Regions from separate parts of the Mus musculus genome. Here region 2 is linked to region 1. The links are chromatin contacts, called in public promoter capture Hi-C maps. All regions are on one chromosome and are shown on one strand. The core of a region is the stretch at or near the end of the contact, and the rest is flanking DNA. Distances in the headings are between cores, read along the strand shown.

What was found. Capture Hi-C pulls out chosen DNA fragments and counts their contacts.
Region 2: a promoter capture Hi-C map of adipose tissue shows a contact between it and region 1. The contact joins two enhancer-like sites. A contact is called at or near these places in 1 of 39 promoter capture datasets (liver), 2 of 484 Hi-C or Micro-C datasets (brown adipocytes and muscle stem cells), 2 of 115 datasets of contacts at active chromatin or transcription factors (astrocytes and heart atrium) and 1 of 9 other capture datasets (adipose tissue).

Annotation. Positions count from the first base shown.
Region 1 is chr16:77,590,313-77,597,450 of GRCm38.p6, forward strand. No RefSeq gene overlaps it. Among named protein-coding and RNA genes, the nearest start is that of Mir99a, 5.1 kb to the right of the region's middle. Within about 2 kb of position 4,414, at least 140 of the 459 cell types and tissues checked have an H3K27ac peak or open chromatin away from gene starts, as enhancers often do. A contact at or near this core is called in adipose tissue, brown adipocytes and muscle stem cells, where this site is marked.
Region 2 is chr16:77,684,129-77,691,266 of GRCm38.p6, forward strand. No RefSeq gene overlaps it. Among named protein-coding and RNA genes, the nearest start is that of Mir125b-2, 41 kb to the left of the region's middle. Within about 2 kb of position 3,598, at least 22 of the 459 cell types and tissues checked have an H3K27ac peak or open chromatin away from gene starts, as enhancers often do. A contact at or near this core is called in adipose tissue, brown adipocytes and muscle stem cells, where this site is marked.

The DNA of each region.
Region 1 (7,138 bases), core at 3,164-5,663:
ACTGGAATGACTCCCTTGCTTCCGTTATAATACTGATGGATCTTCTGGCTTTCTAGTCTTGTAGGACTTCTGTCAACTTTATGAGTACCATAAAAGAACCCAAATGTTATTTCATTGACTTTCTTTCTGTTTTTAAATTCATTTGTTTATATTCAAGTCTCCTTCCCATCTCTGCTTAGGCTATCATTATGGGTTTTGAGGTTAGAGTGTGGAGGACAGATTTGAGGTATTGTCAATGTATACCCTTACTATGATTAATTTCCTTTTGAACACTACCATAAAGGCATCTGATAATTTTTTACATTTCCAGTTTTTCTTTCTTTTCCTCAATATGTTATGGTTTCCTTTTGTTTGTCTTGCTTACCACGTCCTCTGTAACCCATGGGTTACTTAAACACATATTGTACTGTTAAAGTACTTGGAAATAGCACTCTAATTTTCTGTCAATTGATGTGTATTTTGAGCGTATTGTAGCAAAAAACAAAAACAAAAACAAAACAAAACAAAAACAACAACAAACAAACAACAAAAAAAAAAACAAATAAAAATCCAAAACCCACCTCACTCTTGAAACACCACTAGTCAGAAGATAGGGACAGGGAGACAGGAATTTGTGAACAACTTAAACTCCACCACAAAATCTTGTTTTAAAATTAATCGATATTTAAACAAATGTATCACTCCTTGTGTTATTTCAGTTGTTAATGTTCTGAGGTTTGTTTTCTAGGCTTATATTTTTATTTCATTTACCTTTTTTCTATATTTCAAAGATGTATTTATTAGAAACTTTAAAACTATTTTAACTCTTTAATTTCTTTTTTATCATTTATCTATCTATTTATTTTAAACTCCAGATTGTATTAGCCTAAAACTAATGCATTCTCCCACGGCATCTTTGTGAGTGTTTATGCATGTGTGAGTGTGTGCGTGTGTGTGTGTGTGTGTGTGTGTGTGTGTGTTTGTATGTGTGTGTGTGTGTGATTACATTTGTTTTCATTTATTTCCCCTCCCTCCAAGCCACCTTAATTAACTCTTCTTTAGACTTGTCTTATACTATTCCAGTGATGTTGGGCAAAGAACATCTGGACTCTTTATTTTATCTTGGCAGCATTTTGGCTTTCAAGCTGATATTTTTAAGTGTGGGTTAGAATTCAGCTACAGTTCCTTCTGTGGTATTTGGCTATAGAAAATGGCAATTTCCTTCCTGGGGAATAGTGGTGTATGGCTTTAAACCCAGACCCTGGGAGGCAGAGGCAAACAGATCTCTGAGTTCCAGGCCAGCTTGGCCTATACAGTGAGTGTCAGGATAGCCAGGGCTACACATAGAAACCCTGTCTTGAAAAAAAAACAAAGTGGAAAGAAAAATTAAAACAGTATTGTCCCAATAATTACTGTCCCTGTGGGCCACTGTTCTTCTGATGCCATGACTGAAAAACAAACAAAAACCAAAGAGTTGAAAACAAACAAACAAACCAGCAAACACCAGTCAAAAGGTGAAGGGAATTATGGGCATGCCAGTCCTCAGTCTGTCACAGTCTCTTTCTATCTGTTTTATACATATTCTTTGGGATATATTGGTGGTATTTAATAGAAGATTTAAATAAAAATATTTATTCCATGCTCTTAAACACAAAAGTTTGCTTCTTTCTTTTTCTTTGTTTCTTTCATTTGGAATTGCGAGGCCACCATACAACTTTTATATCAGTTAATTTATGGAAGTTAAACATAAAATTGTGAAAACCTAATTAATGAGTTTTTACTGAAAGGGAATAGTTCGGATTGAGGAAAGACTTCCATAGGTAATTTATATTTAATATGCATTTCCTTTCTGTTCTTCAATATCTTCCTGCTTGTTTCATAAAGAGTTTCACCTTAATAAATTTCCTCTGGATACCAACTTAGCTACTTTACCACGGGCTTTTCTTATTTAAAAGTATTTACTGAATGACACCTCATAGGAGTCTCTAGCGCTAGTCCCCTATACCCAGTGTAAAACCTATCAAACACTAGTGCTTAATTGCCGCATAACTGAACGGTCACTACAAATTTACACTTCTCATTCTATGTCTGTCACCTATTTTGTGCATCCTGAACATACAGGGCTTTAAATATGCATTGTACAATTCTCCCTACCCAACACTCTTTAGTGCTGTGGTTAAGACTCTAGAAAACGTTGCCCAGGATTTTTCAGTCTAGGAGAAAAACAATCGCAAACTTCAGCACATGTTTAAGGTCAAGTTCTACTGTGTAGAACTTCGTGCAGTTTTCAATTACAGACAGGCCGGATTTTGTGATGTTTCCCATATGGGCATGTGATATTCACCCCTTACTGCTCCTAAAGTGACCTCGTGAATAAGATAATAACCTTTAAATCCATTGATGGGATGTTTCCGAGTTCTGACTTTCACAAATAATGTTTAGGCAAGTCGTGTTTTAACTATCAAATAATATTTAATATATGTGCATTCCTGGAGAGGGACATGGATCCATTACTCAGATAAGGCAATGAACATAATTCTAGACTTACTACAAACATAAGTGACTTTAATATACAATCACTACAAATTTTTCAATCATGTATGAAAATGTAGGTCTTCTGCATTGTCCTCTGAATTTTGACTTATATGTTAACGATGCTTGCTCTGCTACTTGGCTTAACATTCTGCTTAAGGGAATATTTAAAGATTGAATTCACTCCACTCTTGTTAGGAAGTATGGAAATGTTTGTACATGGGAAAAAAATCTCATTGCATGCTAGAATGGAAATTCACCAGGGAGGGGGAAGCTGTTCATTTTATTGCCTAAGAGCTGTTGATATGCTCCCTGAATCTTTCAAAGGCATCTTTCATGCCACACAGGCAACCCGCAGCCAGTCAGAGAACAGAAAGAACACTTCTCACATGTGTCAATCTCCGAAAACTTGCATAGCAGCTGTGCTAGGTAGTGATGGGGATTATCGCAAGACCCAATTGCAGGGGTTTGCCTGCTGGAAGAGACACCCCATCCTCTCAAGGGACCACTTTGTTGGAGATGGTAGCAATAATGCATCTCTGTTGCTAGTGGATATTGTGGCCATGTAGCACAAAATTGGTGCTAGATAAAAATCAGAAAGTAATAAAAATGCAAAAAGGAAAACTGGGAGGTTTGGTTTTGTTTCAAAGTCTTAAAGTGGGAGAATAAAACAAATGTGCTAGGCTTGTTGCGTTTACAAAAAAAAAAAAAAAAGAAAGAAAGACAAGAAAACAGATATGCCTTTAATGACGAAAACTCGCAGGGCAGGGCATTCAGTCTTCCGGTTTGAGAACCATTCGGGTGCGTTGAGAAACAAAGTTGCAAAGTAAGCATGTTCAGACCTTTATTTGCTAATTTTTTGTAGGAAAGATCTCTCTCTCTCTCTCTCTCTCTCTCTCTCTCTCTCTCTCTCTCTCTCTCTCTCTCTCTCACCCTCCCTCCCTCTCCCTCCTTCTCTCCCTCTCCCCCTCCCCTCCCTCTCCCTCTCTCCTATGAGCCAGAGTTTTCTGTGCAAATGAAACAGGCGTTGTAAGAATGAGATTCACTTTGGACCACTCTTCACATTCCAAGTCATGACTGCGTTAAGCAGCACAATCCCATCTCTGGTTGATGGGCAGAAAAAGTGGGCAGCTTGCCAGGTAGACGTTTCCATGACTCCCAGCCCCCAAAGGTGATGCGTTTTTCAGCTAATTCAATGAAGAGTGGGCTGAACTTTGGGTCTAAACGAGACAATAGCTGCCTTCGCAGTATCAGCAGAATGGTTGATGGGAATGCCTCACTCTACATTTGGCAGAGAATCATGTGACCTGACGACTGAGATTTTGTGATGGTGCCAACGGAGACTTGGAAGCAGCAAACGGCCCTGACTTTTTTCTTCTTTTCTAGCAAGGATCAGAAAATGGTGGATCTTAAGACTTGACTTTAGCCAGTCTCAGCAAGCAACTGAGCTTTGAAGCACAACCTCGTCTTTATTCTGGGCTTTTGGCAGGCCACCAGGAGGCTGTCCCTTTCACGCCTGATAAATTCGGCTGCTTATCTCTAAAGAGAGAGAGAAAAGGAAAATAATAACAGAATATTGAGGCATAACAAGTGAATCCTAAATTGTATGTGCTTTTTTTCTTTTGTTTTCTTTTCTTTCTTTCTTTTTTTTACCTTTCCTGACTGCTGTTTTGTTTTGTTTTTTAATTTTTATGTTAATATCTTTTCTTTTTCCTTTTTTTTTTCTTCTTTTGGTTACTGAAGAATTCAAGTAGTTTGGGTTATTTATGTATGTATGTATTTGGTTTATAATGAACAGGCATTTGAACTGGTCGGACAGGACGACAGAGCAGTGAGCATGAGATCATTGCAGCCGAGTAGCAAACTGGCACCCAGCCTTTTCACCCCTTCGGTTCGGGAGACGAACGTGTGCAGTCCTCGTTTCTCAAGTCAGCCTGGAAGGATTCCGGGACTCTCCCACCTTCTACCATTCTGCTGCCAGTCGGTGGCAACGATTGGTGCAGATTCTGCGCAGTGCTTTGTGCCTGGAATATGGAGAAGGAAGAGAATGAAGACAAGCCCTCTGGACCTCCTTCTCTGAGAAATACCGGGAGCCCAGAAGAAACAGAAAAAAAAAAAATCCAAAACAAAAACAAAAAACCAAACCAAACAAAAACCCTGAGCTTCTCAGTATTCGCCAGAGTGCTGAAAAATACTGATAATGATGCGGAATGCCTGCGTGAAAACAAAAACAAACCAAAAATGCAAACCGAGACAAACCCAAAAAAGCAAACTTTGGTTTGTCTAACTCCTGAGACATCGGGCTTCGTTAAGCAGCTTGGAAGGCAACACAAATCTATGACCCTTCTTTCTTTTATTTATTTATTTTTGTTATTATTTCAAAAAACAATGGCCTAAGAGCAGTACATTGCACTTGGTGAACCCGCACTTTCATACCAGGTATAACTTTTTTTTTGTTTCTTTTTACGCTTTCTATTCCATAAATTAGACTCCTTGCAGTTTCAATTTGTTCTTATTAACTCATTACCCACTTTACACTTTTTTCTTTTGCTTTCTTACTCTAATCGTGATTAGCGTAGACACTAAACTGGAATAAGAAAACTCTCTATAGACATAAGCTCCTGCTTTGGTTGTTCACAGAAGTTTTAGGCAGACAGTAGTGTGTGTTATCTCTGATTTTTGTGTCCAGTAATATATTTTGTGGAGAAACGGGCTTGGGAATCAGTAGTAGTAAGGAAAGTAAAACCTTTTCTGTGACTCCTAATTTTAAATGCAAAAGAAGAAATTTCTCGAAGTTCTAAAAAGAGATCTTGCTTCAAAAATGCATCCATATAATGCTAAATAAAATTTCTTTTCATGCCGGTTTCAGTAGAGGAGAGATGGGAATAAACAGAGCGGATTCTCCGTTGCGAAGTAAAAAAAATAGCTTGTTCCTTAATAATTCTACTTCTAAAAATACAAGGAAAAAGAATTTGCCCTAGAGCAGTTGGGAAGCGTTGGAAGTTGCCCTTCACTGTTGTGGTGGGGAAAGTCTGTACAAACTTGCTTTCAAGTTCAGAGTTGCTTTGGCTCGGCAGGTGAATACATTGCATTCTAATTATTTTCTCTATTTGTAGAAGGAAATTGCTGAGCAAGTCAACGTCTTGTAACAAAATGCAGCTTTTCCTATTTTAGTGGTAGAGGGTTAAATGATATGCCCCCTTTAAAAACTTCTTTACTAAACAATGTTTCTAAACATGCAAGAAAATCTCTAAAAAGAAAAAAACGTTTTGAGATATGCAGTGTGTATCAATGAAGATTACAATGTTCATACTAAGAACTGGCATGATAATATTAGCTATGAGAAGAAAACTTTAGCATAATTGTTATGATTTTAAAATTATATTTCATGATATCATAAACATCAAGGATAAACAAAGAGAAATATTATACAGCTGGTTAATTCTGTCTTCTTTTCAGTTATATTATGAAAGGATTAACAGTTACCCAGACCTAATATAAAGATAATATTTGAAGCAATGTTTTATTGACTTTATCGGTTATTATTCACTAATTATTTGCAGAATAGCTCTTCTTCCTCCTTTGTTATTAGAAAGCCAACTTCCAAAGGCTTAATTAATATTGATAAACCTGTTTTCATGTTTCATGATTCTTTAGTTTAAAAAACATTATTTTGAATCTTATTTTAGGAGCCATTAATCTCCACACTCTTAATTATCTTATTAAGCTCCATGCCAAATCCAAAGCTCTTTTCAGCTTTCACCCCTTCATTGTGAAGAACCCAGTCGCTTCCGTAAGAGACACGTCCTTTCACTTTGAGAACTGTTCCCGGGAAAGCAACACCAACCAGAATGAACATGTAGCTGCAAACTGTGAAAGTATTTCTGTGTCATATGAGTATCCTGGGGTGGGGCCCTCAGACCCTGCCAAGCCTTAAGGAATAGACTTTTAAGGCTTTCCCCCATTTTGACATTGTCCTGTCTTCCCGGCCACCTCCTTCCTTTGCTCCCAATCTACACAGATGATCCCTGTAGGTGGCAGTTGTCTGATATTTTTCCTTTTGTGGTTGTTTTAGGGGAACACTTAAAGTGCATATGAGAAGAGAAGAGAATGACCACAGGAGAAAATCATCTCAGGTAAAACGAAAAGGCACAAATGTAGAGAGTAATTAATCTTAGAATATTAAAGAGAAAATGATTATGTCTGTGTTTGGTATAAGAAATGGTCCTTCCCTTTATGAAGCTACGTATTTGGGATTTTCACTGATGGTTTTCCTTCAAGAGTTTACAGTATTACTTGCCTTTGTCAACCTTTTGTTTGGTTTTGTGATCAATGCCCAGTGTCCATCATTCTGAGGACATATGTGTATGTTGATTTATACAATTCAGGTACAAGATGGTTGAATAGGAAGCTATTTAATGAAAAGGAAAATATGTTCTCAGTGGTTATACATTATAAAAGGAAGTAAAAATCTGATAGAAAAGTATAAGCTCATAGTTTATTTTTAATCTTTTCCATATATCTAGTAAGACAATAATGTCAAAGTATATTTTGTAGTAATAAAAGCTACAGCCAGTGTTTCCTCTTTCTTTTTTTTAAACATAAAATGTATAAATATATAAGGAAA
Region 2 (7,138 bases), core at 2,348-4,847, 93 kb after region 1:
CACTATATGTAAGCTTAAAATATATGATAAATATATAATAAGCAAGTACAAATAGAAAGCAAACAGTACAGAGGCGCATATACACATAATATTTAAATAGTACTAAATTAAAACAGAGAATGCAATGGAATAGCAAAGGGTAGATCAACATTAGAATAGTGTTTGGAGGAGGACTTTTCTTAAATTACATGTGACTATAGCTCCGAATGGCAAGAATAAACCAACTAATACATGTCTCGGTGTTAAAGCACTTGTTTCACATGTAGGCTCTATGAGTTCGGTCTCCAGCACCATCAAAGTACAAGGCAGAGATGAAGAAAGGCACAGAAGCAAAGGTGTAAGAATTTCAAACAGTGGGATAGCCAGAATCTAGTAAGCAAATCAGAAAGAGATGGGCGAGTTAAAGACAGCAAAATAGGGACCAAAAATATGTATGGAAAGTTCTACAAGGCAATTTGATATTATTCAAAATGGAAAAAAGTTATAGCCAGAGGGAGGATGCTATGATTTGCCACAGTTGGGCAGGGCACCCCTTGGGTTATGTTTTAATTTGACTGATGTTGCTGAAGCCAGAGGGCTGTGGGATGAAAAGGAGTATTTCCCCATGGGAGCCATGGTTCTTAGTAGATAAAGCCAGGCACAGTTTGTTTTTCTTCCCCAGTCTGTTGAAACACCTCTGTTAGAAATGCCCTCAGCAGTTTATCTCCATGTTCTGTCAATCACAATAATAGTCGATCCAGCTCCATTCTAACTTTCTTCTATAAATTTACAATATTTTAGATGTCTATGGTCTTCGTTACAATTTTAAGGATATCTAGCAGAATTGGCTTAATTGGGACATGATCCAATATTACTAAACTGACTTTGTTATGCTGATGTAAGCATTGATCACCTGGAGGTTAATACTTTCTTGAAAGCTGCCTATTGGTTGGAAGCACAACTTTCTAGTTAGATTTTACTGAGCTTTCTGCTTTCAAATTTCTGGTCTTCTAACTTTTCTTACTTGCCATGCTTAATTTCAGCTTTCTTACCCTCCAAATAATTACACCCCGAGGATGTTTGCTAGATAGCCAGCAAGGAGCATTGCTAGGCTATAGAAAGAATGTCAGACAAGCTTGGGGAGAATGGCACAATGTAGACTGAATGCCAACAGAAAGGAGAAATGTTGAGAAAGAAAAAAAAAAAGAAAGCAAAAGAAAACTATGGGTAGATAGCAATCATATCACAAACCAAAGGAATGACCCAAATGGTTGTGAATCGCAGCAGGAGAATTAATGAGACAGAAAATTTCCCAAGGAAAAGAGCCAAGTATAGAAAAAGGAAGAAATAAACATCATAAAAGGAAAAAAAAAGAAAACCCAACACAGAGGAAAGGAAATAAAACGACAGCCCAAGGGGAAGGCAAAAGAGGAAAACAAAGAAAAGACAAATGAAAAAGCAATGCCTTGCATCAAAGCAAATGTGTGCAGTTGTCTTTTTTCTTATCGGGTAGTGGCTTTGCATTTCTCGAACAGCGAAGCCAAACTGAAGGGATAATTTTGTTTATGTACCCAATTTGCATAATTGTGCAATATAAATTACAATGCTAATTAAGGACAGCCCTTGGGCTTCTGGAACTGGGTCAAAGTGGCTCCCTGTGTGTAAGGAGGTTGGGGCATTGGCTTTGTCCCCACTCCTACTGCAGGGGAGCCAAGCAAGAGAAAAGAACCTTTCTGACAGTGTGTGAAATCTTGTCAGAAGTTGTTGTAGACCCAGAACTGTATGTCTCACTCTCAAACTTGGCTTTGCAAGTAATCTTCCCGTGATTCTGGAATGGCGTCCCTAAAAGCGAAAATCCCTCCTAAACCTTCTCGCTTGTCTTTCTACAGCATTTCCCATTTAGTTAGATACTTTTCATTCAGAGAACTAGATTATGAAATTGTGAACAAGCGAGCATGAACCTGGCATACAGTATTTTCTCACAGGACTCCTGCCAAATTGTCTGAAACCAGTATATCATGTGCCCAGCTTTGGCCTTTGTGAGGCAGAGAGACATTAGGCTCACTTCTGAGTTTCAGTTAAATCCCTGTTCTTAAAGCTCACCAAACGTTATAAATTCAGTTTCAGAGTGTATTCCCTGTACTATTCCTATGACAGGAGTATACATTAGAAGGTCTGGAGAAGAACTAGCTTGGGTCTTTCAAGGTAAGAGTGTCTCTGACTTCATGTAGTGAAGACTGGTGTAACTACAGGAAAACAGTCTTGGGAAAGAACTCTCCCAGAAACACATTCTGAAGGTTTGTATACTCGATGATTGTTGATCTCAAGCAAAGGCTATATGCAAAATAGAAAGAAGCAGGTGTCAATCACTGGGAAGGATAAGAATGTGTTGTGGAGGAGGCCTGATATCCCATCTAAGTCTCCCCCTTTTTTATGTTTTAAAATGTGGACCCATTCTTATGGGTTTGATTTCTACCTAAATTTTCAATTAAAAGCCTAAGTAATCTAATCGTTAAGCACTCTTGTATATACCTGTCTTCAACTTTAGCATGCCAGACATTTCTTTTGGTGGAGATTACTATATGGATAATTAGATATGTACAATGTCCTTTCTATATTTGTGTTATTTTATATTCGTACTAGTGCCCTAGTAAGTATTTTGTAACCATTCCCATGTCCACCTATATAAAGAAAGCAATGTCTATTACAATTAAGAACAGTGTTATTGGTGTTAGCCAGTGGATTCTTTGAGAGGTGATGAGGTCACAGACAAGAGTAGCAACCTCATGAATGGGATTAGTGTTCATATGAAAGAGACCCAATAGTACCTGATTCTCCCTTCTTCCTGTGTAGTTAAAATAAGATGACTATAAGTAAGGGAGTGGTGGCTATCAAACATTGTATTACAGAGACCTTGATCTTGGGCCACTCAGCTAACCAAATAATAAGCTGTTATTTTCAGCTCAGCTTGTCTTTGGTAGTTATTGATAACATCCTTAACAGTCTATATTGTAGGACAAGCTATGAAATTGGAATTCTGCATGAACTTTAGGTGACCTGCTCAGAGGATTGGTACAACCTAGCCTTCTAGTTGCTCAAGACTATGCAGCTGGCATCTCATGACACACCAGTAGGTCCAAGGTCTTGTGCTGTTACTCATTCTGCCCCAGTGTTCAAGACAACACAAAAACGAGACTCCTGATCTAGTCATATATATCTACTAGTTACACACACTGACGTAAGCATGGCTACAGAATACTTGTAGAGAAGAACTGGATTACTAAGTGTGTCAGAGCAACTGCAGGAAAAGAAAAAGAAAGCTTACCAGCAATCATGTCAACTCCAGAAGGAGTAAGCACACTCTTTTTTTAAAATGGTGATGGTTTCCCAACAGAAAGAACACAGTTAATCCTCCTGAGTGATCTGTTCTAAATGGCTAAAATGGTACAGATTGTCCTATATCTGTAATACCATAGTAAACAGTTCTCAGATGTTATGGATACATGTAACTCAGCGATAGTTTATAGCGTGGATGAGACTGAGTTCCATCTGGCACACAGGGGAAAGAAATAGAATGATTTCCAAGAAGTCTGTTGACATAGGGAAAGGATCCTCACCCCATCTTTCTTGTTTTGCTTTTCACTGGCATTTGCACCATAGTTTGGGTGGGAGTGGCCTACTCTGGCTGGAGAAGAGGGTGCCTTACTGATCAGGGAGATTAGTTCTACCCCAGGACACAGACATAAAGAGAAATGACAAAGGATTAGAGTATAGATTAGTAGAAAATGTTGTCATTGTAGTTGCAAGAAGAATGGTTAAATTTGGTCACCTTTGAATATTTTTGAGGACATAGGCACAACCATAAAAATCTCCAACTTTTTCCTCATTTAAGAGATGATAATCCAAATTTGCTTATGTTTTTAGACAGAATATTAGTTTCAGCTTGAAGAATCATACACACAAATACACATACATACATACATATATATTAATTATTTCATAAAACTCATAAGTAATAGATCAGTTCAGAAATACCCTAGGCTGATCATTATGTATAAACTGAATCTCTATCTAATTATACCTAATATATAGGCTTAAACATAATGTGGTCAATAATAATAATAAACCACTCTCTTAATGGTTTATTAGAGATAGTGTTTGCCAAGAGTGGACAGGCTCATCCGAGTCTCTCTTCTCAGTATTATCCTATCATTATCTTATTGAACAGCCCTCAGAAAAAGAAAAAGTGTGTATATGCTTCCATGAATTGGTTTGGTTTCTGGCAAACTTTCTTTCACTTTGCTGCTGTTCCAGAGTACTTAGTCATCATACACTTTCTCTCTGGTAAATTCAGTGTTCCTCGATATACAGGCACAATCATCATTGTCCACATTTTAGAATGTGTAACTTCAGATTCTTGTATATGTGATGAGAGCAATTAGTATAGATAATGATACTCCAAGAGTTTTCCTTAGACAAGGTAGTGTTTATGGCATCAGAGAAATGAATGAAGCACATGACTAGCTAATCCGCAAACGTTTGGAAGCAGAAAATCTGCAAGTGAGCACCCACCAATCCTTATTTCAGAGAGTGAAAGCTCTATTCACAATATATTCCTAAACAATGTTGTTCAGGCTTGAAGACCTTATTAAATCCTTATTAAAACTTATTAAATCTATGTGCCTTTAAAGAAAATTCCATCTCACTGCAATTTGTTTTATTTCTTTTATGACCTCATCCCAATTGCTCCAGTTTATAATTTAACAATTTTGTGTCTATTTTCTCTGAATGACTGAAGTCAAGTTCTCCTTTCTTTGTTAAATTCCTAAAAGACTGAAAAATCAAACTTTCTAGAATCTTACAGCACAAACTAAACTGAGACTGGTCTGTAGATTCCCAAAACATCTTGTAACAGTTTACCAAGTGTAGAATAAGCCCTGTTGGCCTCAGTGCATTTTTATGACTGACAAAAAAAGAAAATACTTGGTAAATTTTAGCTAATCTTATAGCTCTAAGATAGTAGCTTAGGAGCTAGCTTAGTGGTTACGAACACTTATGTGCTTCCAGGAGACCTGGGTGTGATTCTCAACATCCAACCCACATAGCAGCTTGCAACTCTCCCTAACTCCAGTTGCATGGGATGTAATGCCCTCTGTGGGACCTCTGATGGACCAGACTTGAATACAGTGTGGTCAAAAATATGCATACACAGTTCTTTAAAAATGACAGTTTCCTAATAAAGATGCCCACTCTTCTTAGTCATAGTTTTTCTTCTAAAACACACATAAAGTTAATCTTTCAAAGATGAGTACATTAAGAATGATTAGGCTCATATTGAAAAATAGGACCAATATATACTTATTATGAAAACAAGCGTAATGTATACTAACCCCGTTTAACTTGTATTTATATTCAGCAAGTCTTGTATAGTTTCCTATCCGCCAAAGTCCAGGCACTTGGCACAGCTCTGGCAAACATACACTCAGTCCATGCTATTTCTACTCTTCTCTCTTTTTCTCTTGAGACCCCAGTGCTCTTCAGTTGCCACAAAATTAGATGTTACCTTCATGTGTGCAGATGGATTCGATTACGTTTGATTTTCATGGCTGGCTGCGTAGATTTTTATTCATAAAACATTTTTTTCTAATGTGTAAAGAGCTTGCATTTAGGATTCTCGATACTTAGCAACCTGAAAGAAGCACACTCTTTCTCCGTAATGGATATGCATGTCTTTACTGAATGTGTGAGGTTCCCAGGAACATCCTGATCTCTGCTGGCTTTCAGTTTGGGTATCTTCTGGCAGTTTTTCTAATTTTTTCCTTTCCGTTTCAAATCATATTGACTACACTAAGGCTTTTCGTAATTGCATCCATCACATGCCCCTAGTCTTGAAAAACCACTTACACCATGTGTGTATCTGTTACTTGCTTATTAAAAATATTAATTACCAGACAGTGTTGGGGATGTTAAGGAAACAGAGGTTACAAGAACTGAGCTAATGTAAGTGAAATAAACTCTAAATTTCTGGAAGCGAGGAGCCAAAAACTATTGCTGGCTGTGCTCTTCATGGAGTGTTTGGGGCATGAGTATATGCTAAATTAGCAAGTTCTGAATTGCTAAAATGTGTGTTATGTTTATAGTAATAGAAACAATATAGAAACTTGAAGATTCCCAGTGTTGAAGTTCAGTCTCAAGAAATTCTACTATAAGTGTTCAGTCTTTAGGTGAGAGAGATAATTGATTCAGCAACTAAAATCTGGATCAAATGTATTTAAACAGTAGACCACCAGTAGAGATGTGTCCAAAGTATTGGAAAAAGCATGAAGGATAAGGAAAAGAAAAACGGGTTTCGGGGTTTGATTTTATTACTTAGCTGCATGCGACTAGAAGTTCAACATCATGGACCCCCACAACAAATGGCTTTAATTTAATTTTAGAGGGATGTTGTAAGAATTAAAATGGCGGGGTTATAATTGAAGAGAGTCTGAGACCTTTTTCTAAGGTGTAATACTTTCTATCAGATAGGACTCAGTTGGAACAGCGTGCCTAGAAATGAGAGGGGAGATAAAGAATGTTCAAGGCAGCACTTCTTGGTCCACAATTAATAAGAATCAACTTGAAGTGCCTTCCAACCCATCCCAAGTCTGAAATGAGGGTAACAGGCTTCAAGAATATGCATTTTGAAGGCTTAGGAGACAGCACAGGCAGCAGAATGTTTGTCCCATAAGTATAATGAATTGAATGTGATCCCCAATGTTCAATTAGTTCCAGGCCCATTGAGAGACATTGTTGGAACAACCACAACAGTGCCTCTGGGTTGACATCAGACATTGACCTCTGACTTCCAGTCACACACATGTATGTGCCCACCTACCCATGCACGCACCCTCCCTACACATCAACATAGAATAAGTACTTTAACTACCCTGAAATTAAATCCCACATCACTGCATGGATTCTGTTTGGACCATTATTCTTTGGTACAGGCAACTCAAAGGATTTAACTCGTTCTCAAATAACTGTGCCAGAAACAAAAAGATTTGTATCTTAGGATCAACATGAAAAACGGCATAATTTATGAACAATGACTTCTTTATCACCAGTTTGTTGTTTGTTTTTTTTAACAGGGAGAAGCATATTGTGTGATGTTCTATATTTA